Linked DNA regions of Sus scrofa: region 2 is linked to region 1. A link is a contact called in public Hi-C data. All regions are on one chromosome and are shown on one strand. Each heading gives the region's core, a stretch centred on a gene start, on an enhancer-like site or on the middle of the called end of the contact. The rest is flanking DNA. Distances are from core to core; before and after follow the strand shown. Region 1 holds the start of DHDDS (dehydrodolichyl diphosphate synthase subunit). Region 2 holds the start of HMGN2 (high mobility group nucleosomal binding domain 2).

Region 1 (5,761 bases), core at 1,824-4,323:
CCCCTTTAGTTATTGTATTTGTCTGGGCTTTGTAGGACTTCACAAGTAGCTGATTTGGTGATTGCTAGGTGGCCTAGTTTGTGTAAATATAATATGTTGGTCTTCTCCATGTTCTTTTGGGGTTTTATTGTTTACAAACTTCTTTTTATATTGAGAAAAGTAGCCAAAGCATCTTTGACAAAAGGTTCTGCACCAGGCAAAAAGATCTGAAACATAAGCTTGGGGGCCTCTCTTTTTGAAATGGGGGGTCTTGAACCACACTTTCTTTTGTTCCCCTTCCCCTATTTCCTATTTTAAACAAGAACTTCTGTCCTCAAAACTAGATCTCCCCCCCAATAGCCTGTATACCTATCCATTAATTTGTGGGGTGTCTGCAATTCTTAAATGATTTGTGCAAAAATCCTAAGAAGCTAAGACCTCTCCATCCCTTGTTCCCAGTCTCCTGAGTCAAGACCATTCCTTGATGTGGTTCATGCCAAACAGACTGCTACTTTTGGATAGATTAAAACCTATTTCAATCTCTAATCCTAGGGTAGAGAAAAACAATATGGGGGCCTTCCATGTAGAAAGTGGGGTTGGGAGACCAAGAAAGGAAAGATGAATGTATATCCAAGTCACTCAGGAACTTTTATGCAGGTGCAAGAAACTTATGTCAAAGTGGCCACAAGATTGTTTAATAGGAGACGGACGAATGTAACTCCATGTTTACTGCTAGAAACCAAAGCTTTGTGTGAAATCTTGAATTTATGGGGCGGGAGGGAGGGAAGGAAAACATGTACCTGTCTGTTCTTTGCCTCATCCCTTCCCTTCATTCCTGAACTGCAGGAGACTGAGCCCTCTTGGGCTTTGGTGACCCCATCTGGGGAGTGTTTATTTGATGGTTGACTTTGCTGTGCCAGGTACTTCCTTTCCTATTTTACCATCATTTTGTAACACACATGCTGACCCTTACCCCTTCCCCTTCTTTTCCCTGGGAAAGTTCAACGAATAAAGACTTATTGGTACTGAAACTGTCATCTTGGTCGATATTGAGGGTGCTTTGTGCATTATTTCCACCTTCTTGGATTGGGACTCAGAAGTCACAAGAACAACCATTAAGTTTGCTGTTCAGCCATTTTGTTAGGAGTGAATCTTGAAAGTTCAGTCTTTTTAGCACCTTATTACCATGGATTTTTGTTTCTAGTTAAGGCCTCTTGTCCTTTCCTTGGAAGCTGCCACATTCAAGAGGGGATTAAGGGCTTGGCATGCATAAGAATGGGTTTGCCTGTGCCACTGGCTGGGATGAAAGGATGGGGCCATGGCTTGGGGCATGAGACTCTAATAATACTTTGTCCCTTGCTCCTCAAAGCCCTTTACAAATCTTAATTAATTAACCCCCTGCAGCAACTCGAGGAGGGAAATATGTGGATCTGGGGAAATTGAGGCCAGAGGAGATACACTGACTAGCTATAAACACACATTCACATTTTGGTTTTAGCCTAATGAACATTGTATTTTTAAATACCTAGCTCCCTTTAAGTGAAGGAGGGTCTAAAAAAGACTTGGAGACAAACCAACTATTACAAAGTGCAAGAAAACATTAACAGAATTTTCATACATCACACTAGGGACTTATTACCAAAAGTCAAAGCTGACCACAGATGTTAAAAGTAGCACCTATTTTGTTTAAGTAAATGGTTTTCCTGCAAAATTGAAGTAATTGGCTAGGCAGAAACTAACCTGGATGCAAAGCAGGATGGGTGGAAAAGCTTAATAGACATTCATGGGTGAGTTACTCATTTTAGAGTACTTTAATCATTTCACTCTGTTGAAAGCAACTCATCAGAAAAAATAGGAGACACAGGTAGTGAGCTGGGGGTTGCCACTGCAATATCGTCCTTGCCTTGTTTCCTTGATAAAACTAATCCCAAGTAAAACTACAAGAAGGTTCTTAGGTAAAGTTTGTTTTTTTCCCCCTAATATATATATATTTTTTCCCATATATATATATATTTTTTTTCCCATATATATATATATATATATATATTTTTTTTTTTTTTTTTCTTTTTAGGGCTGCACCAGGGCATATGGAAGTTCACAGGCTAGGGGTCTAATCGGAGCTGCAGCTGCCAGCCTACACCACAGCTACAGCAATATCAGATCCAAGCCGCATCTCCGGCCTATGCATCGGACTGCTGCAACACCAAATCTCTAACCCACTGAGTGAGGCCAGGGATCAAACCAAACTCTTCTTGGATTCTAGTCAGGATGCTTACTGCTGAGCCACACAGGACTCTCCTATAATTCTGAGGAAACCAAACTCCCAATTTCTTTTGTAAGTTAGTACCTCAAACTTCTGCAACCCTTTTCCTTAAAGATTTGGTACAGAATGAATGCCCTTGATTTTTCTGTCAGGGTTAGTCGATGGTCTCTTAGATTTCAGAAGCCATCCTTCCGGCTTTAACCTCTTTTTTTTTTTTTTTTTTTTTTTTTTTTTTGAGTTCTTTGGGGTAGGGCCTGAGAATGCAAATCCAAAAATCTTGAATGCCTTATGTCAGCACAAAATGGATTGGTATTAAATGCCTCTGTGAGACTGGCTAGGGCTAGGAACTTCGCAAATGATTAAATCCACTCAAAAACCGTATAAAACCAGGATTTTTAAGACTTATACCAGAGTTCTAAAGCCAGTTCTGAGAACTTCTGGCTGGCAGGACGCTGCCTTAGCCCTTTTAAATCCAAAACTGCCATCAGTGGCGGAGAAGTCGCTGCCTTTCAGAAACTAGCCCTGTAACCTAACCGGCCGGAAGGTCTACAGACTTCTGGGCTCTCTCAGGTGGTCCGAACCCTGCCTTCCTCAGCCCTGTTCTCAGCACGCGGCCCATAGGAGTGCCCTCCCAGTTCCGTCACGCGAGCGCAACTTTTCCCCTTTGCCCCGCCCCTCCCCGGGAATGTGAACTGCCAGGAACTCTCGCGCCTCTCCTCCTCCGAACGCGCAGGCGCAGGCCAGGGCCCCGCCCGTTAGGTGACCGGAGGGGCGTGTCCCAGCGCCCGTCGATGACGTGTTCTTCCAGCGCCACATCGTGAGAAAGTGTCCGTCCACTAGAGCGATTGGAAGGCGCCGGCGGAACCTGTCAAGGTGCTGTGTTCAAGGGGTGGGCTAGAGGAGAGAGATGACTGGACTGGAGGCAGCTGTGGTAGGGACAAAGAAGGCAGTGGAAGAGACAAGTGAGGGAGTAAGGGAGTAAATAATTGGGAAACCTCTCAGGTAAGAGGGGTAACGGGTGCTACAGCTGAAGGGGTTAGTGACCTGGAGCGCCGAGAGTAGGAAACGGCCTGGGGAGAAGATGAAGAAGGAAGAAGGGGAAAGGATCAGGGTATAGACAACACAATGTGGATGTGGCAGGAAGCAGGCTTACATGTTCACAAAAAGGCAATGCAGACACAGAAAAAAAGGGGATGGGAGCAAAGTCCACCAAGCTCAGAGACACAAGGAAAGGCCTCTGTCCCAAAAGTCCCATTGGCTTATAAACTCTGGGTGGTGAAAGACTAGAGGTTTAGACCAGCATTTTTGGATTCTAATGCTGGCCACTCTATACTGTTCTGGTGAATCTCTGCAAGTCAGCCATGGTTGTTTGCAAGCCATGGAGACGTCTGATTCTCTTTCTTGTTTATACAAGGTGACCTGGTTGGTGTCTAATTGTTCTTTGCTTCTCCAGCTGGCGCAAGAACTATGTCATGGATCAAGGAAGGAGAGCTGTCATTTTGGGAGCGGTTCTGTGCAAATATTATAAAGGTGAGCAATGGCCCACAGCACCATTTGGCTTTCTGGTCAATTGTGTAATCTTATATCAAAACCTGTTGTTAAAATTGAGTAATCCATGATGTTTATGGATTTGTGATAAAATTTAGTAATGGTGTCAAAGTCAGAATTGCAGGTAAGTTCCAGGTCTACCTTTCCGGAAGATCATTGCCCTAGTTCTCACATTTTCAGGAAGGCCGGGACCTCCCAATATCGATGGGTAGCATAGACCTTAACTTGAAATTTGTTTCCTTAGAAATTTGATCTGTTATTCCTAGTAGTATCCTCTGGGTCTAGATAAAATAGTTTTTCCCTGATGTGGCAATAGAGTGTAATGGTTAAGACTTGGGGCTCTGTAGGCAGAGAATGAATGGAAGTCCTGTTCTTTTTTTTTTTTTTTTTTTTTTGTCTTTTGTCCTTTTAGGGCCACACCCGCGGTATATGGAGTTTCCCAGGCAAGGGGTCTAATCGGAGCTACAGCTGCCAGCCTACACCACAGCCGCAGCAATGCTAGATCCGAGCCGCAAAATCATGGTTCCTGGTTGTATTCGTTTCCGCTGTGCCATGACGGGAACTCCCTGTTCTATCATTTATTAACCATGTGGCTTTCTATGGTCGTTTTGAGTTTTAAGGAAACTAATAAAATCAGCACAAGTTCTTAATTATTATTACGGCTGTCTTTCAACCATTTGAAGACTACAGACACTCTGTTTCCTACACTCCCCTGGGTTTTCTAGATCTTCCGTCTGCTTTTTCTCTAGGAATCACAACTGTGTTATATCCTCCGTATATGAAAAGTTTGAAATTGGAGCCAGTCAGCTTGGTTTTATTTTTCAGCCTCAGGCTCTCAAGCAGCAGTAGCAATGAATTTATGAGTCATTAAGCTTTGTATCCACACACATACTTCCACACAAATGCCAAGTGATGTCAGGCAGGCCAGCAAATGAAGAGCAACTTCTCAGGGAACCTCTGTGGTCATGTGTTGGAAAGAAGAAGCTGCATGACTTGACTGGAATTTTTTTTTTTTTCTTTTTACAGCCACACCCACAGCATATGGAAGTTCCTAGGCTAGGGTTGATTCAGAACTGCAGCTGCCAGTCTGTGCCACAGCCATAGCCACACCAGATCTGAGCCACAAATGCAACTTACCTTGCAGCTTGCAGCAATGTTGGATCCTTAACCCCCTGATTAAGGTCAGGGATCCAACCTGCATCCTCATGGATGCTAGCTGGGTACTTAAGTCACTGAGCCACAAGGACTCCTGGATTTTTTTTTTTTAACAGCTATATGTGGGGAACAGAAGTAAGAAATGTTAGAGAGGTGCAGACTATGAAGAACCCCTCCAGTGAGGGAAATAGCTCAAAGAGTGAATTTTTGTTATGACAGACAACAAAAGGCTGCCATAGCGAGATAAGTTTTATTTACCTCTAGAATGTCTTCTTTGTTTTGAAATGGCTCCTGCATGTAAATTTTCATGAAAATCCTGACTGGTTTCTCCTGTAAAGTAAGAAGACCCAATAACATTAGCCCTCCTCCCCCCAATTCCTGTGTGGCAAGACTCAGATAGAACTGAGTCCTTCTGTCTGGAGGATATCTGCTACATTTGACCACACCCATCAATGTCCTTCCTGCGTCTCCCAGTTGGAGGCTAATGATTTCAAGGTGTTGGTTAAGGGCATATGGTTAAGAGATGGACTCTGAAAGCGCATAGACCTCAGTTTGATTCCCCACTTTGTCTCTTCTTGGCCTTTGTGACTTATGCAAGTCACTTGACCTCCCTGAGCCTCAGTTTTTCTTACTAGAAATGAAAATAATAGTATTTGCTTTACATGTTTGTGTGATAAAAAATTAAGCTGAAATGTAAAAAGCCCAGCATAGTACTTGGCATGTGCCAAGTGCTCAGTAGATATGTAAATAGAAATAACTAAAAGGGCCTAACACCTGCGTATTGAGCTAAAGTATGGAATACCCAATTCCCTTCCT
Region 2 (5,761 bases), core at 2,100-4,599, 34 kb after region 1:
GGACACTAATGCCTATCCTAGAGGCAGAATGCAGTGAATGGCTTAAGAAAAGCTGAATCTGCTTCTCAGAATGTTCACAGGAGGGTCATTTTCTGGGCGAGTCAGGCTGGTCTCCATGTGGAAAGCAGTTCTGGAGCCAAACTCTAAAAAATAACTTAGGGAGTTGGGAAGATGGCACCCTTCGAGTAACCTGGGAAACCAAAGGAAATGAACCAATGGGTGTGCCCCAGGCAGGAATAGGACCTTCCTTGCATCAGAGAATAGGCAGGTAATAACTTGTAAGATCGCTGTTTTTCTTTGACAGCCTGCTAATATGCTAGAGGAGTTTTGCATATATTACCTCTAATCCTTAAAACCACTCTTCAAGGTAGGCACAACCCCCACTTTACAAATGAAGAAATGAGGTTAGGAGAGGATTTGCCCAAAGCCACAAAGCTAGGTGGTGGGGAAACCAGAAGTCAGACCCACATTGGTTCCCTTCCAAGTGCAAACCTGAGAAGAATTTCAAGAATCATAGATGCTTGGAGTTCCCATTGTGGCTCAGCAGTAATGAACCCGACTAGTATCCATGAGGATGTGGGTTCAAGCCCTGGACCCACTCAGTGGTTTAAGGACCCGGTGTTGCCGTGAGCTGTGGTGTAGGTGGCAGACGTGGCTCAGATCTGGCATTGCTCTGGCTGTGGCCTAGGCCATCAGCTACAGCTACTATTCAACCACTAGCCTGGGAACTTCCATATGCCATGGGTGTGGCCCTAAAAAAACAACAAAAAAAGAAATATAGATGCTTCCACCCAAAACAAGCCAAGATGGACCCAGAACTGCCACTGCCCTGCCTATACAACATGAGCACTGCCCATCACCTCCTAAACCTTTCCAACTCTGGTACAGACTCCCCATGTTCCACTTACCTTGGCCTCTCCTGTGCCCCACCCCCTACCTCTTCTATCCCAATTCCACCCACACCTAAAAATGATCTCCCCACCCCAATCCCCACTTTTCTCTAGCAGAAGGCCCGAGACATGTATGCAGAGGAGCGGAAGAGGCAGCAGCTGGAGAGAGACCAGGCTGCAGTGACAGAGCAGCTGCTGCAAGAGGGGCTCCAGGCCAGTGGAGACACCCAGCTCCGACGGACACGCTTGCACAAACTCCTAGCCAGAAGGGAAGAGCGAGTCCAAGTCTTCCTGCAGGCCTTGGAACTCAAGCGGGCTGACTGGCTGGCACGTCTGGGCACCGCATCAGCCTGAGTGAGGCTGGCCTCCTGCCACTTCGCCCTGCCCTCTGCCTCCAGGGCCCCACTCCCCTTTCTTGGTGAAAGGCACCTCCCTCCTGAAGATGAATTGTGTTTCCTTTGCTTGGCCAGGGAGCCCTAGAGGCCAGGTCTGCGTGCCATAGATACATACCTTGGGGCTGCCTGGGACAGTGCCCTTGGGGAAGGTTGAGGGTGAGAGTCTCCCACAAGTACGCTAAACCCAGCTCTGTTCACCAGTAGGTTTGGTGAGTAGGGGGCCATAGCCCTTCTGCTGCCTGCTTCTTCCACTTTTGCCACCTCTACCTGTGCTTCTCACTGTACTTTCTTTTTCCACCAGCAATCCTTCAAGGAAAGAGGTCTCCCCCAAACCCTGGTCCTTTACCCATCCATCTTAGTCTTCACAAAAGATGTGGCTCCACCTTGAATCTGCTGGTAAATAGCTAATAGGCAGCCAGCGTTATTTAGGCAAGGAAGTGGAGAGACAGAAAGAAAATTTGCCCATCTGCTGCTCCTCCCCCTTGGCTCTCCACCTGGGATTTGCTATTGACTCTCTACCCCCTCCCACCACGCAGTGCTGATTGCTCACTGAAAGGCTCAGCGCCCCCAATGGCGCTCGGAAGCCAGGCGGGTGATTACAATCCAATTACCTATTGTCGACTCAGCCCACACAAGCTTTTCTCCTCCTCTTGCGGGGCATGGGGCCAGGCTCCACTCCCCAGTGAGACTGGCCCCCTCCATGGCTACAGGGTAACAGAAGGGCCTTTAGGCCCTGGCGAATCTAACCCAGCACAGGCCTCCTTCCCTGGAACACGTCAAGACCAAGAGCACAGAAACAAGCACTTCTCCCAACTGACTGCCTCCTGCCCTCTGCATCTCAACTCTGCTTCCCACCTCCTTACTCTTTGAGGCTTCTGTCCGTGTTTGACCTGGGCCCCTAAGTAGGCCCATGAGACAATATATTTTCAGCATGGCAGTCTCAGCTTGTGAGGCCAAGGCTGCCCAGCAGGGAGAAGAGGGCCAAGTGAAAGGCTGTGTCCTTTCCCTTACCTCTCCCTCCCAGGCCTCACTGAGGAGCTGCTGAGAGGATTAGTGCCTTTGAAGAGCTGTCGGCCTGAGCAACTCTATGCTTCAGGTGCCCCAGAGCAGCAAGCACCAGCTGGTAATACCACCCAAGAGCTACTCTGTTTAGTCTTCACATTTTACTCTCTGCAAACCGATTCCCCAGCACCCCCCTCTAGGGGTGAGGTGGGGCCTTGCAAGCAGTACTAAGAGCAGACTCTTTAAAACCCCTAACTTGACTATACTCCAGTCTGCTCCTCCCCTTCCTATGCCTGGATACCTGGCACAAGAGACTCCTTGGCCATCATCCCTGCTCCCAGAATCAAGCATAATGCCAGACACTGCGATTGAGAAGCCAATCAATGTACCCTTTGGCAAGTCCCCCACACACACCTGGCACTCCCCACTACCAATCCCTGGCACAGGGTTCCCAGAGAGCAGGTGCTGTACATTTTCCAGTTTTACAATGGGGCTGTTGACAGCCTTAATTAGGGAGGCATGAATTATGTGGCTGTTATGCAGAGCCCTACAATTAAGGCGGGAAAGAGGGGCTGGAGGCAGCAAACGGAATCTGCCCTGTGAGCATGATTGTTGAGTCCTGTCTCCTTTCTGGGTCTGACTTTCTCCAGTGTAGATTGGGGTACAGCAGAAGTGATTAATCAGGCTGGTATCTCTTTGGCCTGAGGTCCTGTGTTCTGGGAAAGGTACACAGTGGGGTGTGGTGAGGAGGGGCTGCCTCAGGAGGCACTGAAGGGGTGGGGAGGAGAAGAGGCTGAGGACCACTGCTGTACAGGCACAGCGACTGCAAATAGTTGACATGAACTCCTTGTGGGTGCTTTCTACTGGTGTGATTTGTACAAACCAGCTCAACTCTTGCCTCAAGAAACTAGGTGGGACCTATTTAAATGTCCTCCCACCTGTGAGCCAAGCCCCAACTTGAGGATATTTATCGTATTGTATTCTCTTGGGTGTCAAACAGAATTTTAAAAATTCTTAGATGTAAAACTTGTTTGCGAACAGTACAAGAGTAGACTGTGTTTTGCTGCAGCAATTGTCTACCTCCCTCAAGGTGCACTTGGCTACTTCCAAGATCCCTAGCTTTGGGGGCGGAGGAGGGGGAGCCACTGGAAAAGCCCTTTTGCCATCTCAACACCTGTTCCTCTACTTGTTTCCTAATCCCCCGGACGCGTTCCTCCACTGTCCTTTTCCTCGCGCAAGTGAAAGGAAGCCAGTCTGCCAGTGTGGAAGGAGGGATTTCGCCAGCTGCGTTTGCAGCGCCCAGGCTTGGTGACCGCGTCGGGTGGGGGCAGCTGAGCTTGATGTCTCCGAAGCGGGAGGAGCTTAGGGGGAGGGGAGTGCTAGTAAGCCTTCTTGGCGGCCACTCTCCGTCATTCTGTGGCGGGGTTCTGAGATGTGGGAATACAAGGACCTAAGGGAGGCACTCGACAAGCTTTGGGGGGCTTCGTTGATACTTGGGGAGGCAGCTGAGCAACGGGTGCTGAAAGGACAGCTCCTACCTGCCCCACTGCACCCGAAATGTACCTCTGCTTGTAAAGTGCCCCCCTCGAACCCCTACCCACCTCGAGTGGACCGCTTTCCAGGTGAGGTGCATGAAAAGCTTCCTCCGAGTGGAGGTTTGGAAGGATGCACGTCCAGCTGCGCCAAGCTGGCTTCTCCACTCTTTTCCCACTTCGGCGTCAGCCTTGGCCCTGGGAACTGCAACCAGTGCCTCGAAGCCGCGCGCTTCTTCCCGCCTCCGGCAAAGGACATTGCGGCCAGGCTGAGCAAACCTTTCTTCTGGGGCCCCCAGCGGGAACAGGAAGGAAAGCGGCTGAGATGCGCCCTAAGTGTCGCACGGCTTGGAGAAGTGGATAGCTCGGTTGCATAAGGTGGAAGGAACTTGGTAGTTTGCAAAAGCCAGCTCTTGGCGGGAGCCGAAACCCACAGCCCGCCGACTCGCAGCCCCCTCTCAACTATAGCCTTCGATGTGCGCCTCCCCCACTGCGCCCCCACCCCTAGGCGCGCCGCCGTCTCGCGCGCCCTCCCCCCCATACCCCCCTCCTCACTCCCTCCAGAGGAGGTGAGTTTAAACCCCGCCCACGTGACCCCAGCTGGGCCAATGAGCGGCGGCGGGAGGTGAAATCCGGTTCTAACCGGTCCGGGGCTCCCAGCGCTATAAAAACTTTATAAACCCCCCGGAGCCCGAGCAGTGTGAAGAAGAGGCGAGAGCGACCCCTGGACCGACCAAAGCTCGCGCGCCACTGCATCCCCGTGTCCAGCGCCTACGTCCCGCCGCCGTCACCATGCCCAAGAGAAAGGTACGTGGCGCGAGGGCCCCAGGCTCTGGGCCGCCGCCGTGATCACCAATGCTGCCGCCGCCGCTTCCTCGGCTTTGGGGCGCGAGAATCGGCGCCGAGCTGAAGCAGGCTCGGCTGCCCGGCGCGGTGGCTCGAGGCGGTGTCAGGCGGCCCCGGGGTAACCCTGCGCGGCTCGGCTGCCCGCGGGCGCCAGAGGCCATATTGGAGGAGCGGCGGCCGCGGCGGGAGGAGCCATGTTGGCGGCTGTTTATCCCGCTCCCCTGGGCTCGACGTGCCCGCCTCGCGCCCCCTCCCCCCCATCCCCAGGCCCCCTCCCCTCCCCGCGGGCGGGCAATTCAAACCCGAAAGGGCGGGAAGGCGGCGTTCGGGGTTGGCGGGCGGGGGAACGCGCTGCCGCCAAAAAACTGCCGCCGTGAGGGGGCGGGGCCCTCCCCCTGAGGGCGGGACTTCTCGGGTTGGCCCCTCCTCCACTCGCGCGCCGCCCACGGACCCAGCGCACGAGACTCGCGCTGGTGCGCGCCGCTGCCGCCCACGAGTTCCCCCGGCTGCGTGCGCCTCCGTCTCCCGCCCTCGACGGCTGCCATGGCAACGGCTCTCCAGCCCCGCCTCCGAGGGGTTTGTTAGCTCCTTCTGCAGCTGTTGCTTCTGCCTGGCGCGGCGGCGCGGGCTGCGCTTTGCGCGCCTTGCTCCAGCTTTGCGCGGGCTTCCCGGGGCCGCTGGGTTTCGGACACCCAGCGTCCCTGCGTGCTTTGGGCCAGATCCGGCGTGAAGCAGACGCATAAGAGCACCCCTGGAGCTTTCTGAGCACTTCAGGGATTTGCATAGGAGCTGGGGATGCTACAAACCCCATTTGTATGTCCTAGAAATACTGTGTACCAGATTCTCTTCGATTTCTTTTTTCTCCCCTTAGGACTTTGCTAAGCTTAGTGAACCGTTAAGAATTGCTTCAGAAGCTGCAACTTTCTTCGGTTTTGTTTTTTATAGGCTGAAGGGGATGCTAAAGGGGATAAAGCCAAGGTGAAGGACGAAGTAAGTCTTACTTTCACTTCTTTTGGGTCAAAAAGCCTTGGGCTCCTTTGGCAGTAATTAACCGTGTCCTTAGTCTTGCCTGAGTAAGCTGTCTATACTTCCTATA

What was found. A called contact is a pair of places that touch in the nucleus more often than the background predicts.
Region 2: a Hi-C map of embryonic fibroblasts shows a contact between it and region 1, with 1.9 times the contacts expected there. The contact joins the promoter of HMGN2 here to the promoter of DHDDS in region 1. A contact is called at or near these places in 2 of 47 Hi-C or Micro-C datasets (embryonic fibroblasts and epiblast stem cells) and 1 of 2 datasets of contacts at active chromatin or transcription factors (alveolar macrophages).

What each region holds. Positions count from the first base shown.
Region 1 is chr6:83,820,189-83,825,949 of Sscrofa11.1, forward strand. DHDDS (dehydrodolichyl diphosphate synthase subunit) reads left to right here and starts at 3,074. Exons shown (of 9, transcript NM_001244123.1): 1 at 3,074-3,115; 2 at 3,696-3,772. The coding sequence starts at 3,710.
Region 2 is chr6:83,853,765-83,859,525 of Sscrofa11.1, forward strand. It overlaps HMGN2 (high mobility group nucleosomal binding domain 2), which reads left to right and starts at 3,350. Exons shown (of 7, transcript NM_001244114.1): 1 at 3,350-3,361; 2 at 4,529-4,626; 3 at 5,611-5,655. The coding sequence starts at 4,612. It overlaps DHDDS (dehydrodolichyl diphosphate synthase subunit), which reads left to right. Exons shown (of 9, transcript NM_001244123.1): 9 at 1,008-1,337. The coding sequence ends at 1,244.